3 separate regions of the Mus musculus genome follow, and regions 2 and 3 are each linked to region 1. Evidence: chromatin contacts called from public Hi-C and capture Hi-C data. All regions are on one chromosome and are shown on one strand. The core of a region is the stretch at or near the end of the contact, and the rest is flanking DNA. Distances in the headings are between cores, read along the strand shown. Region 1 has its middle 110 kb from the start of Slc4a3. Region 2 has its middle 100 kb from the start of Gm32622. Region 3 has its middle 150 kb from the start of Gm32622.

Evidence for each region. Hi-C and Micro-C count contacts between places; a contact is called where the count stands out from the background. Capture Hi-C pulls out chosen DNA fragments and counts their contacts.
Region 2: a contact with region 1 is called in a Hi-C map of cranial neural crest, with 5 times the contacts expected there. The contact joins two enhancer-like sites. A contact is called at or near these places in 3 of 484 Hi-C or Micro-C datasets (cranial neural crest, extraembryonic endoderm stem cells and nephron progenitors), 1 of 115 datasets of contacts at active chromatin or transcription factors (embryonic basal ganglia) and 2 of 9 other capture datasets (embryonic stem cells and embryonic tail).
Region 3: a contact with region 1 is called in a capture Hi-C map of embryonic tail, with 2.6 times the contacts expected there. The contact joins two enhancer-like sites. A contact is called at or near these places in 2 of 15 datasets of contacts at CTCF or cohesin (both in embryonic stem cells), 21 of 484 Hi-C or Micro-C datasets (the HL-1 cell line, embryonic fibroblasts, embryonic limb bud and 6 more), 1 of 115 datasets of contacts at active chromatin or transcription factors (embryonic stem cells) and 1 of 9 other capture datasets (embryonic tail).

Annotation. Positions count from the first base shown.
Region 1 is chr1:75,652,301-75,656,424 of GRCm38.p6, forward strand. No RefSeq gene overlaps it. Among named protein-coding and RNA genes, the nearest start is that of Slc4a3, 110 kb to the left of the region's middle. Within about 2 kb of position 1,666, at least 60 of the 459 cell types and tissues checked have an H3K27ac peak or open chromatin away from gene starts, as enhancers often do. A contact at or near this core is called in embryonic tail, where this site is marked.
Region 2 is chr1:75,830,551-75,834,674 of GRCm38.p6, forward strand. No RefSeq gene overlaps it. Among named protein-coding and RNA genes, the nearest start is that of Gm32622, 100 kb to the right of the region's middle. Within about 2 kb of position 2,366, at least 24 of the 459 cell types and tissues checked have an H3K27ac peak or open chromatin away from gene starts, as enhancers often do.
Region 3 is chr1:75,784,765-75,788,888 of GRCm38.p6, forward strand. No RefSeq gene overlaps it. Among named protein-coding and RNA genes, the nearest start is that of Gm32622, 150 kb to the right of the region's middle. RefSeq lists an enhancer at 1-2,681. Within about 2 kb of position 1,942, at least 14 of the 459 cell types and tissues checked have an H3K27ac peak or open chromatin away from gene starts, as enhancers often do. A contact at or near this core is called in embryonic tail, where this site is marked.

The sequences.
Region 1 (4,124 bases), core at 416-2,915:
TGAGATACTTAGGGGCAACAGTTTTATCATTACCCTAGTTAGTTTCTATATTTCAAAATAAATTGCAAATTATTCATTTCATCAATGACATATAAACAAGAAGCAAAGAAAATAAATGATTGTTTGCCACATGAAAACATTTCTTATTTTTTCTACTGAATAATTATTAAGCATAAAAAAACCTAATTGAATCTCATTTCTACAAATCATTAAGGAGTTTTTGAGCCAAACAAGCCATGGCCTTTTTGCTGATGGGATTGTAAATATCACCAGTCTAGAAAAAAATTAGCCGATCATTTATTCTGCAGAGGGCATTACTGCATTTCTGTAAACACATCATGTCATTGTAGAGTTGGGAAATTGACCAGAGGCTGGGGAAAAAAAAATCTCACTTGGCCAGCAGAGGTCACTCTTTCTCCTTTATCGATCCCAGTAACCGGCTTCTGAGTGTTTAGTCAAAGGTGTTTTGAGCTTGAAGCTCAGCCAGAGGCTGTGGAAATAATACACATCATCAAGGCGAGCTCTGCTTTCTTACACACATGCACGCACACATGCACGCGCGCGCGCACACACACACACAGACAGACACAGAGTTTAAATGTTTTACTCTAGCTGGACAACTCACATACATATAATAAGAGCCACTCGGTTATGCATGTTAATGCATTTCTTTAATTAATCTGTTTCATCAACTATTACTCTAATGCTTACTGGTGCCAGCTCCAATTCTGCCCAGTTCTCTGACTTATGAACCAAAGCTTAGATTTCTATAAATACCTGCAGGTGACTGGCATGAACCTTTAGAGAGAGTTTCTGCAGAGGAACCAGGAACTAACTAGGACCAGGCTGTATTGAACCCTGGCCAAGCAGAGAGGCCAGTGCCAGGCACTGAGGGTTAAGCTGGAGAGGTACATACCCTACCCTGGCTTCTGTGTTTGGCTTTGTTATGGAAACAAAAGCATATGCTAGCAGTTCTTTCGAAGGTTGGGCCATAGAATGAATTTAGATGAATTATACATGAATATCCAAAGTATAGGCCAGTCATAAGTATCTATAGATGGTCACGACAGCTGAGTGATGGAACTGTCTAGTAGTGAGGTAAACCACTCAGCGTTTGTCTGGCCAAATCATTAAAAGTATTTCAGTAATTCATTTTTAATATCTTTCTTTATGGGGGACATAGTGGGCATTTTTAGGAAGTGCCTGGGAAAGTTGAGCTTTTGGTTTGCCAATGATTAGCTAAGATCTTTTCTAACTCTTCCATCCCATCTCCTCCTTCCCCCTTCCCTCCCTTCCTGTAGCACCCCCTTCCAGTCCTTTTCTGTCCCTCCCTTCGATTCCCCTCCCCCACTCTTTTTCTTTCCTGAAATACCAATTTCATACAGAATTTTAAAAACGTGGTGGAAATCTGAGATTCTCCGTGGCTGTTTTTCCTTTGGCCACCAGGTGGCGCCATCACAGTGCGCCGGGGTCTAGGCAACCCTTCCTAAAGAACGGAATGTGTCTCTTCCTTAGGTGGTGGGTAGCTTAATGACTAGGTCCGTAGCTCCCTGTAGTGCCTGCGAGGAGCTGCATCCAGGGGAGGAAGATCTATTGGGCTTCCTCACATCGCCCTCTGAAACCTTGGTTTCTCTGGTCTGTGGTTTTGTGCTGGGCCAGCTGCCATCTGCTTACCCAGAATGCCTTGCAAAAGTGTGCTGGAGCCAGCTGGTGTACTTGCTAGAGACTGGTTAAGTAGCCAGGAATTTTGTGAACTGATTGTTGGACCATTGGCAATTAGACATCAGCCTTGGTGGGCGTATTTGAGGCACTAAAAAATCACACGACTTCGTCCTGTTTGCTGATGTATGAGTACTCTTGCCTTTGTGACCCTCGGTTGTATCCAAAACCAACCAACCAATCAAACCATAGTCCCCTGTTGCCTGACGTTAAAAGTGTCAAATTAAAAAAAAAATGCAAATATTTGTAGGGAAGGAAAAAAATTCCTCCTTTTTCTTATCTTTCTTTAAAAGCTTTGAAGCAAAAGTTGTTTCTTTTTAAATGATCAAGTATAGATTTCTGCTCTTCTAGCTAGAGTTTAGTCAAAAGCTGAGGGGATTATTCCAGCTTTCAGCCTCAATCCGATTCCTCTCCTGAAATTAACGTTTGGCCTAGCTATTTTTCCTTCCTGTCTCCCCAGTTTTATTTAACATCCCTTTATCGCCCTCACACTGTGAAACTCTGGCCTCCTGAAGGTGTGTGTCCCCTGACATTGTCCCTGGCCTAGACACCAGTCTTTACCAGTCCTTTAGGACTCAGAAAGCCGTCCAGGTGTAGGTGCACCTAGGCCGCATGCGCTCATGGAGTGCTTGTCAGGAACGATTGTCGTTTTCCGGTTCTCCACGGCGACATTGTTTTACTCCCTGATAGGCCGAGCCTGGACTCCACGGCACGGCTCCGACTGCTTCGGAGGCAAACTCAAGGGAGAAGACAGTCAGTACCCATTGCCTGGGTACTGAGCACTGTTCCTCCTCAGGCTGAGGAGGGCGCACCTAAGTTGGTGCCAGCATTGGAGGGAGGTTGTGGAAGCAGAGGCTTAGAGCTGCTGTGGGGAGAATCCTGTTGAGGACGCTATCACAGCTTCTGCTATAAAACCATTGTCTAGACGATGGTTCACTCCTGTTTGTTGACTGCCTCAGCGAGCCTCATCCCTTGGGCAGAACATTTCTTTTGCACAGATGTTGCATTAGCTGCTCAGGGTGCCATAAAGAGACTTTGCACACTGGGAGGCTTAAGTGACTGGCATTTATATTCTCTCTGTGGAGGCGAGAAGCCCCACAAACTTAATTTATGGTGAGGGCTCTCTTCCCAGCTTCTAGATAGCCTTTTTTCCCCCCTGTATGGCCATGGAAGGGTCTTTCTCCATGGAGTGTCTATTAACTCTTCCTACAAGGACACACTACTAACGGGTTAGGGCCCTAGGACTCCATGAACCTTTAATACCTCCCTAAAGCCCGACATCCAAATAAGTCTAACTGGGGACTAGGGATGCAGTATACAAACTACTGTGGGCCCACAATTAAGTCCATAGCAAATGGCAACTGATGGTTTTAAAAACATTTGGAGCAAGAAGAAATGCGAGGACATAGTCTCCTTTAATCACCGTCTCAGGTTTACCAGATGTATTTAGGAAACTCTTCTACCTGGTCCAATTGCTGCTAGTGTGGGGTAAAGTCATGATTTTTTTTTTCCTGCTTCCCCATGTCCCCATAAGGAGGACCGAGACCTCGTCCTCATTCTGATCCAAGCTTCAATTACCCTTCAGAATTTCCCCACTCACAATTAATGCTTACCCATTTGTAATTAAATAATAAATCTGTGTCATAATTTGAGGAGATTTCCGGTGGCCAACTGAAACAGCGATGGGATTCATAATTCCTTAAAGGCAGAGGCATGCTCTTTCTAAAAACTCTCATAAAATAGTGGATTTAAAAAGTTCTCTGTATTACCTCCTATTTTCTTCTTGCCAACTGATTTTTTTTTTCCTCTGATTCCCTTGTCTTCGTCTGGTTGAAGACACAAAATAGAGTGTAAGTCGAAGAGCATGCGTGTTTGTGAACTTTTTATTCCTCTCTAAGTGTTTTTCTTAAAAAAAAATGATTCCTATCTCTCTCTTGATGGGGAAGTTCTTGTGTTTCTTAGAAGCCTTTGTTCTGTACTTAGAGACCTGGGGAGGAGCAATGGGGGGGGGGGGTTCCGGGTAGGGGGTGGAAAATGTTGGTGACACTGGGAAAAGAAGTCTGAGCACATGCTAGTCTTCTGTGTACATTTGCATTTATCAGGAAACTTCTGGAAGCAAGATGCTTGCATGCAAAGACTCTGGCTGCCTGTGCTGAGAGTTTCAGGTTGGACTGTGAGATTGTGTGGGGTACTGTGTGGTTGTGTGGGGTACTGTGTGGTTGTGTGGGATACTGTGTGGTTGTGTGGGATACTGTGAGGTTGTGTGGGATACTGTGAGGTTGTGTGGGATACTGTGTGGTTGTGTGGGATACTGTGTGGTTGTGTGGGGGACTTTCTTTAAATCATTCCGCATACGTCCAATCTGCGTCTTCCCCACCCACCTCAGAGTGGCCCAGAGATCTTGG
Region 2 (4,124 bases), core at 1,116-3,615, 180 kb after region 1:
TTTGACTGACAGAAAACCAACCAAATCAAATCATCTTCTCTTACAATTTAATGCCAAGAAACTTGGGCACTCACCTGAACTCTGTACTTCTGAAAATGATACAGGCCGAGCCTCGGTCTCCACGAGCTTGTCACCACGTGTGTCAGTTGCTCCTACCATTGCTCTGACCAAACACTTGGCAAAAGTCACCTGAGGGCAGAAGGCTTTATTTGGGCTCCTGGTTTCAGGAGCTCCAGGCTATTATGGTTGGGAGAGGGTGGTCAGGAGCAAAGCAGTCCATGTCGAAGCAGGGAGAAGAGAGAATGGAGAAAAAAACCCAAGGCCAAGTGGATCCTCCAAGGACATAGCCTCACTCACCTTCCTCCCTGTCTCAAGGAATCAAGGGGTCAGTGACTTCCCATGAGATCAGAACAATCATCCCACTGTAATTGTTTCTGGAAACATCTTTACAGACCCCCCCCCCCCCCCAGTGTGTACTTTCCTAATCTCCTAAGTATTCTCAAGGCATTTATGCTGAACAACTATTCACAGTACTGTGTTTTAGAATTGGGGTATAAACTTGAGGAAACTTTCTGTGACATCCATTTTACCCATGAATCCTTGCAGCGAGTCCTCATCGCTCAGGGTGATTTGAACGCCCTTCTCTGCCCACTTGCCTAAGTTGGCTGACCAGTCACACTGTATCTAGCTTTAATAGCATTTGTCTCACATTTTGTCATGATGCACTATGGTACCAGGGGGGCAGGGTGATGAGAATTCTGTGGGAATCGACTCCGGAGTCAGTTGTTAGGTTCAGGTAAACTCTGCCAATGAGGTACAGATGCTCAGTTTCCATAACACATGCCAAATAACGAAGTCTTTGATAAGGAAGGCCAGAGTTTGTTTTTCATTCACATAGCAGTATGGATATCAGTAGTTCAAGAGCAACAAGGTAGGGATCCAACCTCCCCCTTCTTCAGACTGCTATTTTCATCTTCATGTTTCATGATGGCTGGTTCATCATGGTACCCACACTCAACCAGAAGGAAACGAGAAGAAAGGAGTGTGTGTGGGTGAGCATGGGAGGGGGGATGCTCACATTTCCAGCTAAATTCCACTCTCTAGAACTTAGTCCCATGGCAATAGCCATGTGTTGTACCCAACAGCTACAGAGGAGTTTGGAAAGTGTAATTTGTAATAATTTTCTATTGCAATAAAAATCAGCAAAAGACTTTTATTATGTTGTAGTTTCTGGAGGTCACAAGTACTGGCAGAGTTGGCTGAGTCCTTGGCTCACAGTGTCTCCAAGTAGAAAGCCAAGTGTTGGTAATTTCTATCACCTCATCTGAATCGCTCTGGTTGGAGACAGGCTCAGTTCTGTGTAGGGATAGGACTGAAGTCCCTCCTTCTCAGACTGCGGGCTAGAATCCATTTTCAGCTTCTAGAGGTTGAAGCTAATGCTACCACTTGGCTCTTCCTTTTCCAGGTCAGCAGTGACACCTCTATGGCATTGACTCTTTCTTCCTCAATGGCCCCAGTCCTTTTAAAGAGCTCACATCACAAAATTTAGGCCAAATCCCCATCCAAAGTAATCTCTCTTTGGATTGGCTCAGCGTCAACTGATTTGAGATTCCAATCAAGTCTATAAAAACCACCTTTCATGGTGTCATATAATGTAACCAAATCAAGGGAGAAAGCTTCGAATTGTATTCATAAGTTTCACCTATTTTCAAGGGAAGGAAATCTATAGTGCATGAATGCCAGATGATAGGAGTCCTGGGGACCATCTTAGAATTCTGCCTCCTACATAGTCTTCATTGTATGGCTGCATACTTGATCAATAGCAGACAATACAATTCTGATTTCTCTAGTTCTTTGAGTAGAGAAGAATCAAACACAAGATATTGAGGTCACCTGGTGGTCTCTGCCCCCAATAACTTTTTAGCAACACCATCATGTCAAGCTATTCAATTTCCGTTTACTTCAGCTTTTCCTACAAATAGGGATAATAACAGTACCTTATGGTAGACTTTGTTGTGAGGCTTAAGTTAGATCATATGCATACCTTGCAAAATATTAAAAGCTCACAAAACATTGGCAATAACTCTCCTTTTCTTCAGGGCTGAAACACAGAAATAAAACACTAGAAAGATAAAAAATGTAGGTATACCTTTAATGACTCATGAGTACACAGCAGTTTGTTGAAGTCTTTCCAGTTTCGACTTTTTAAAGAGATGGGTCAGGACAAACAAAAACCGGCAGAATATTCCCAGGCCCCCAGAGTCGTCATTGTATCACCAATGGCATCATTTAGTAGAGATGCTCCTAGGTGATGTCATACTCTTCAAAGAGCTACTGCTGAGGCAAACCCTCTGGAATTTGATGTGCATTTTGCCAGAGGAAAAAGACTTGTGTAATTTCAATAAGCTCAAAAGGTCCTCCTGCCCAGTATGTCTATAAAGTATGTGGGTGTTGGTTTGTATGTGTGTTTGGATGTGCATATATATATCTTTGTGTGTATGTGCGTGTATGCATGTCGAAATAGCCTGTGATGTGCCAGCATGTGAAATTAGCCACAGGCTGATTAAACTTTCCTATACGTAAAAAGGCACAAGGGTTTTGAGAGAGCCATTGGAGAGAAGAAAACAATGAGTTATCATGTTACGTGACTCAATGAGTTCTGAAATTTAGACACGAAGGCTGAGCCATTAGTGTGCGGTTTTGCTTTTTTTTTAATAGGGAAACATTCCGTGTCAGCGTAGCAAGGTTAGGGTTGTTTAACACTTTCCCCTGCTTCTGCGCCTGCTCATGCACAGAGTGTCTTGAATAATGCACAATACAAACAATTATTTCAGACATCTCAAAAATGAAGTGCTACCAACTTTGCTACGTTCCTCTACTCTGGCGAGTAATGAAAGACATATTCTTAATGTGAAACAAAAGAAGATTGTGAATATTAAGAAAGCAGCCCAGCCTGCTAGAGTTAAACCGTCGGGCTAAGATATTAACTTGAACCACATGTGAGGTGCAGCTGTTTCTGTTGAGGCTTTCATCAGGCTCAAGTGGAAAGATTGGTGGGTTTTAATATGTGGTTTCCAGCCAAGCCAATAGGAATCTGGGGAAAATGTGTGTGAAATCAGCCCTCTGCCAGGGGGGTCCTGGGCTCGGGGCTGCCTTTTCTTTCTGGTAACATAAACAAAGGTAACTCAATGCTCAGGGCTAGGCTGTCTCCTTCCAAAGACACAGCTCAAGGACTCTGGAGTGACCAGCTGGGTTGTGGCACTTTAGGGGGCTTCCTACTATGTTCAAATGCAAAGACCAAAGGGGTAAAAGGAGGGCTAATTTCACAGGCTGGCACATCACAGACTATTCTACACACACACACACACACACACACACACACACACACACACACACACACACACAAAGATATATGTGCACCCAAACACACATACAAACCGGCACCAACACACTTTATACATACTGGGCATGAAAACCTTTCAAGTTTATTGAAATTACACAAGTTTGTTTCCTTCACACATGTCTCTTCTGCCTTTTCCTCTCAGAAATATTTAGAATTTATCCAGCTCCTAAGAACTCACAGATTCAACTCTATGAGGTCACTTTGTGCTTATTCAGTTCAAACTGAGGATTTAAGTTAGCCCAGAAGCGTGATGATATACAGGGCCATATGTACATATACATACATATATGTACAAGTATGAGAATTCGAAAAATCCATGAAAAAAGGTGAGATGCACGCAGAAATCAGTATTAATTATTTCTTTTTAAATATTATTTGTTTTAAAATTTCTTTTAATTACCTCTTTACAAAGATGAAATTAGCTAACTGGCTTCAGGGTAGGTCTGACTGTTGTGATGGTTTTGTCTAGTGTGTTCCTCAAGGCTGTATCTGACATTTCTGGATTGATGACTGAATGACAGAGTGCCACTCCCCCCAAGCACCATGGCCTTGCTTCAGCTTCAGAGACAGGGAACAGGAGTATATTTATGGGCCCACAAACTCAGAAATGGAGGCAGGAAAATGAAAACGACTGAAATGCCCTCATTGACCTTAGGAAAGCAGCCGAACACTCCCGTTTATATGCACTGATTCATGTGTTCAACATTTATTGGATAGCTCC
Region 3 (4,124 bases), core at 692-3,191, 130 kb after region 1:
AACTCAGAACTGTCCTGTTCTGAAGGGGCAATGTCCATCCTGCTGTATTGACCCTTAAAGGCCACTTCCCTTTAAGACAGGCAGACAAACATTGAGTGGGAGCTATATAAGGTAGTAGTGGACCAGAAGGCATGGATTCTATGAGCTAGGGCATCTCTACAAGGTGAGATTTTTCACGTGTTGTTTCCAAAGGCCAGAGTTCAGATTTATGACAGTGGGATATGTGATGTGCACTGCCATAGCACTTTGAAGGAAGGTTTCCTATAATTGAAATTAACCCAAGGTGAGGGCTCTTTCTGAGCTCAGACAAGGCAGATGTGATCAAGGCAGCATCTAAGCTACTTAGAAAGTAGTGAATTGATATTTTAAAATAATGTTCAGTGATTTGGAGTATTAAAGTATCCATTTTTTAATTTATCCACACATATATTTATCTATCCATCCATTCACAAATCTATCTATCTATCTATCTATCTATCTATCTATCTATCTATCTATCTATCTATCTATCTATCTATCTATCCATCTAACCATCCATCCATCCATCCAACTACAAATCAATCTATCCATCTGTCTATCCAATTATCCATCCATCTCTCCTTATCAAACAAACTAAACCAAATAAAATCTGTATGGTGTAGTTTGGATCCTGACTGTTCCTCAAAGGCTGGATTCTTAGCCTTTGGTATTATTAGAAAGTGTCAGGAGTTTTAGGGTGTGATGCCTAGTAGAAAATGTTATGCCACTGGGAGCGTACTTTTGAAAGGGATGTTGGGATCCCTGTCTGCTGCTCCTCTTTCCTGGATTTTCATCATGATGTGAATAGGTCTCCTTTATCATGCACTCCGACTGCCATGATGTGCTATGTGTCCCCAGGTCCAAACTGGCAGTGCCATGCAATTGTGGACTGAGACCTCTCCCTGTGAGGGAAAAGGAATATATCCTTTAAATATGTTTCTTCAGGCATTTTGTCAGAGCAACAAAGAGATGACTGATAAACCTTGTAAGTGACACTGGGGGAAGTTGGGAAGAGAAAGACTTACATAAAATTAGATCACAGAGTAAAGACATCCTGGATTATTAGAATGAGTGCATCAGAGAGTAGTGTTTTGCAGGGCCTAGACAAGGGAGGCCTTTAGGACATGGGGTGGCTACTTTGGCTGTCCTGGTTGCCACCAGGGATGATGGTGGGACAAACCAGGAATCCAATTAGTCCCAGTCTTGCTAGTTGAGCCAAAAATTGGATTATGGGGCTGCCCACTACTGAGATATAGTCTGGGTCTCTTTAGCTCTATGGAAATGGGCTGTCCCTTTTAATCTTCAATCCCAGTGTGATTTCCCCACCGGACTGAAAGAAGATGGAACCAACGGTGGTTCATTTGAGGACGATGCTTAGCTTCCATCCCCTGGTTTCACTCTCTCTAAGGAGAAGTGCTGTGTCCAATCCTGGCAACTCAGTGACCCAGTCAGCAACCCAACAGCAGATTCCCTTGGCTTTTATCACCTCAAAGGCCGTAAAGCTGACAGTAGGGGACCCAGACACTGAGGGGCCCAGAATGTGGGGTGCAGATGTATGCGACTTAATTAGGCAGCCTTTATGAGCAAAGCAGGGAGAAGTCATTAGGGTTGTAGCTTCACAAAGGATACTTCCTGCCCTGCCGCCTGTTAAAGAGCTGCTTTTCAACGATGCTGCACTTCTTTGATCCCGGAGGCCCCTGACATTTTTTTGCTCACATCCTGTCATGATATTTAATGATGCCTCACACATTTGGTAGAGCCCGGCCTGACTTAGCTTTGTTTTGGGGAAAGCATTGTAACATGACAAGGTTTTGATGTGGTGTCTCACACAGCAAGGTTAGCGAGGCAGCTATTGAGGTGCCAGCGAGAGGCCTGATGTCACTTGGCAGTGAAACAGGTCGAAAAGAATGATGGAGAGATCCAGCTAGTGCCAAGTGCTTTGGCATAAACTTTGTTTACTATGAGATCCACAGCGTCAGCTGGTAGGTACACTGCTTGGGAGGAGAAAGAAAGAATTTGGCCTTGGATAGTCTTTCAAAGGGCTGGACAATGCTTTTTTTAGGAATCGATCTTTTTCCAACCTGTGTTCACCCATGATCACACTCATGAACAGCTTTCTAAAATGAGGATTAATAGGTCCTTAGGACCCCTCTCTGCCTATTTGGATTTAAGCATTTCAAGGGGAGAGTCACTTGCACTTGTATTAGGAGACTTCTTCCAGAGAACCACTTGACTGTTCCACATGGGTAGAAGCAAAATACCCCTAGCTGCCTCTCAGTGGGGACGCTTCTCCATCTATGTACTTAGTTCTGTCTGTATCACTGCCATCTCAGTCTGGGTTATGGCAGGAGCTCCCCAGTGGGAGCTCTGTGGTTGGTTCCTACCCGTTTCCACTCTGTTCTCTACATAGACCCCAGAGTATCTTTTTAATCTTTGCTTTAGGCAGAGATTGCTAAAACCATTTCAGCAGCTTCTCACGGCACATTTGATATAATTTAGACCTTATCTTGGCCTTCAAGGACTTGGAAGATCTGATCCTGGCTTCTGTCTCTAGGGATTTTTTGAATCTTTTTTTCAAACTCTTGCTGGGTTGGAAAATCCATAGGTACTTTCAGGTCACTGGACACATGGCTCTTTCTCCTACACCAGGCTTTACACAGGGTTTTTGTTTTGTTTTGTTTTACCTAGAATGCCCCTTCTTCCCACACCTACTATCTCTTTGCTTGTCTGGCTCCCTTTTATCTCTAGACCCTACATATTTATTTAATTCTAATTACTCAACCAATTAATTACTTTTCTATGTATGGGTGTTTTGCCTGGATGTATGTCTGGCCACCACAGGGCCCAGAAGAGAGCCTCAGAGCCCCCATGTGATTGAATTTACAGTTGTAAGCTGCCATACAGATGCTGGAAATGGAACCCAGGTCCTCTGGAAGAGCAGCCAGTGCTCTTAACCATCGAGCCTTCTCTTGGGCCCCTAGACTTTCCATATTCAAAAGCTTATGCTAGTTAATTTTTCCCGTTTGCTGTGACAAGATGCTTGACAAAACCAGCATTAGAAGGAAGAGGTTACTTTGGCTTGCAGTTTGAGGGGATACGGTTCATTATGGCAGTGCAATGGTCATGGTGGACCCACTGTTTGGCAATAGATCAAACTGAAAACTGGTGTTCAGCTGCTGTTCTGTTTATTGAGCCTGGGACCCTTGCCCATGGGACAGTGCTGTTCCATCCTGGCAGTCCTCAGTTATTCTCTCTGCAAACATTCTCACAGGCAGTTTGGATTTGTTTCTTCCTAATGCCTTAGGCATTTCTTAATCCAACCCAAATTGGCAATAGGTATTATCTGTCAGCCACAGAGAGGAATTCTCATATCCTGCGTTCCCTATTGCCATGGTCAGAGCTTGCGTTTCTTCACAGACCTCAGCATAAGTTGTAATCACAATTTGTTTGTAACTAGGTTACATCTCCCTTTCCTTCCCCTATCTCCACACTGCAACTCCAGTGGGGCTGGATAGTGGCTTACCCCAGCCCTAGGAGATGTTTTGGGTAGTGAAGACTCAACATTCACTTGTTAGATGAATGAATAACTGGGATGTGGATGTGACACAGTAGAGTGTTCACCTATTGTGAACAAAGCCTTAGGTTTGACCTCTAGCACCAAGTAAACTGGCTATGCTGCTGCACACTATAGCCCTGTACTGTAGAGGTGGAAGCAAGAAGATCCTGGGCTGTGTTGTGTTCAGATAGCCTAGAGTACATGTGGTGTTTGTTTTTGGTTTTGTTTTAAATAGAGGGGCTGGGGGAACCTAAATTAATAGACAAATGGATGGATGACTGTTGGGAATTGCTTTGTCTTAATTCAGTGCCCAAAAGTTGCACTTCCAGACCTGAGGGTTCCTGCCCCCAGGTGGCTTCAATTGGTAATAAAGAATTGCCTCTCAGCCAGTGGCTGGGCAGGGAGATGGAGGCAGGACTTTTAGATTGCTCAGGCAAGGGACAGAGAGAAAGAGGGGAGGAAGAGGAGAATCACTATGACTTGGAGGGAAAGAGATCAGATTTAAGAGCTGCAGGAGAGAAAGCATCCAACAATGTAGGTGAAAAGGGAA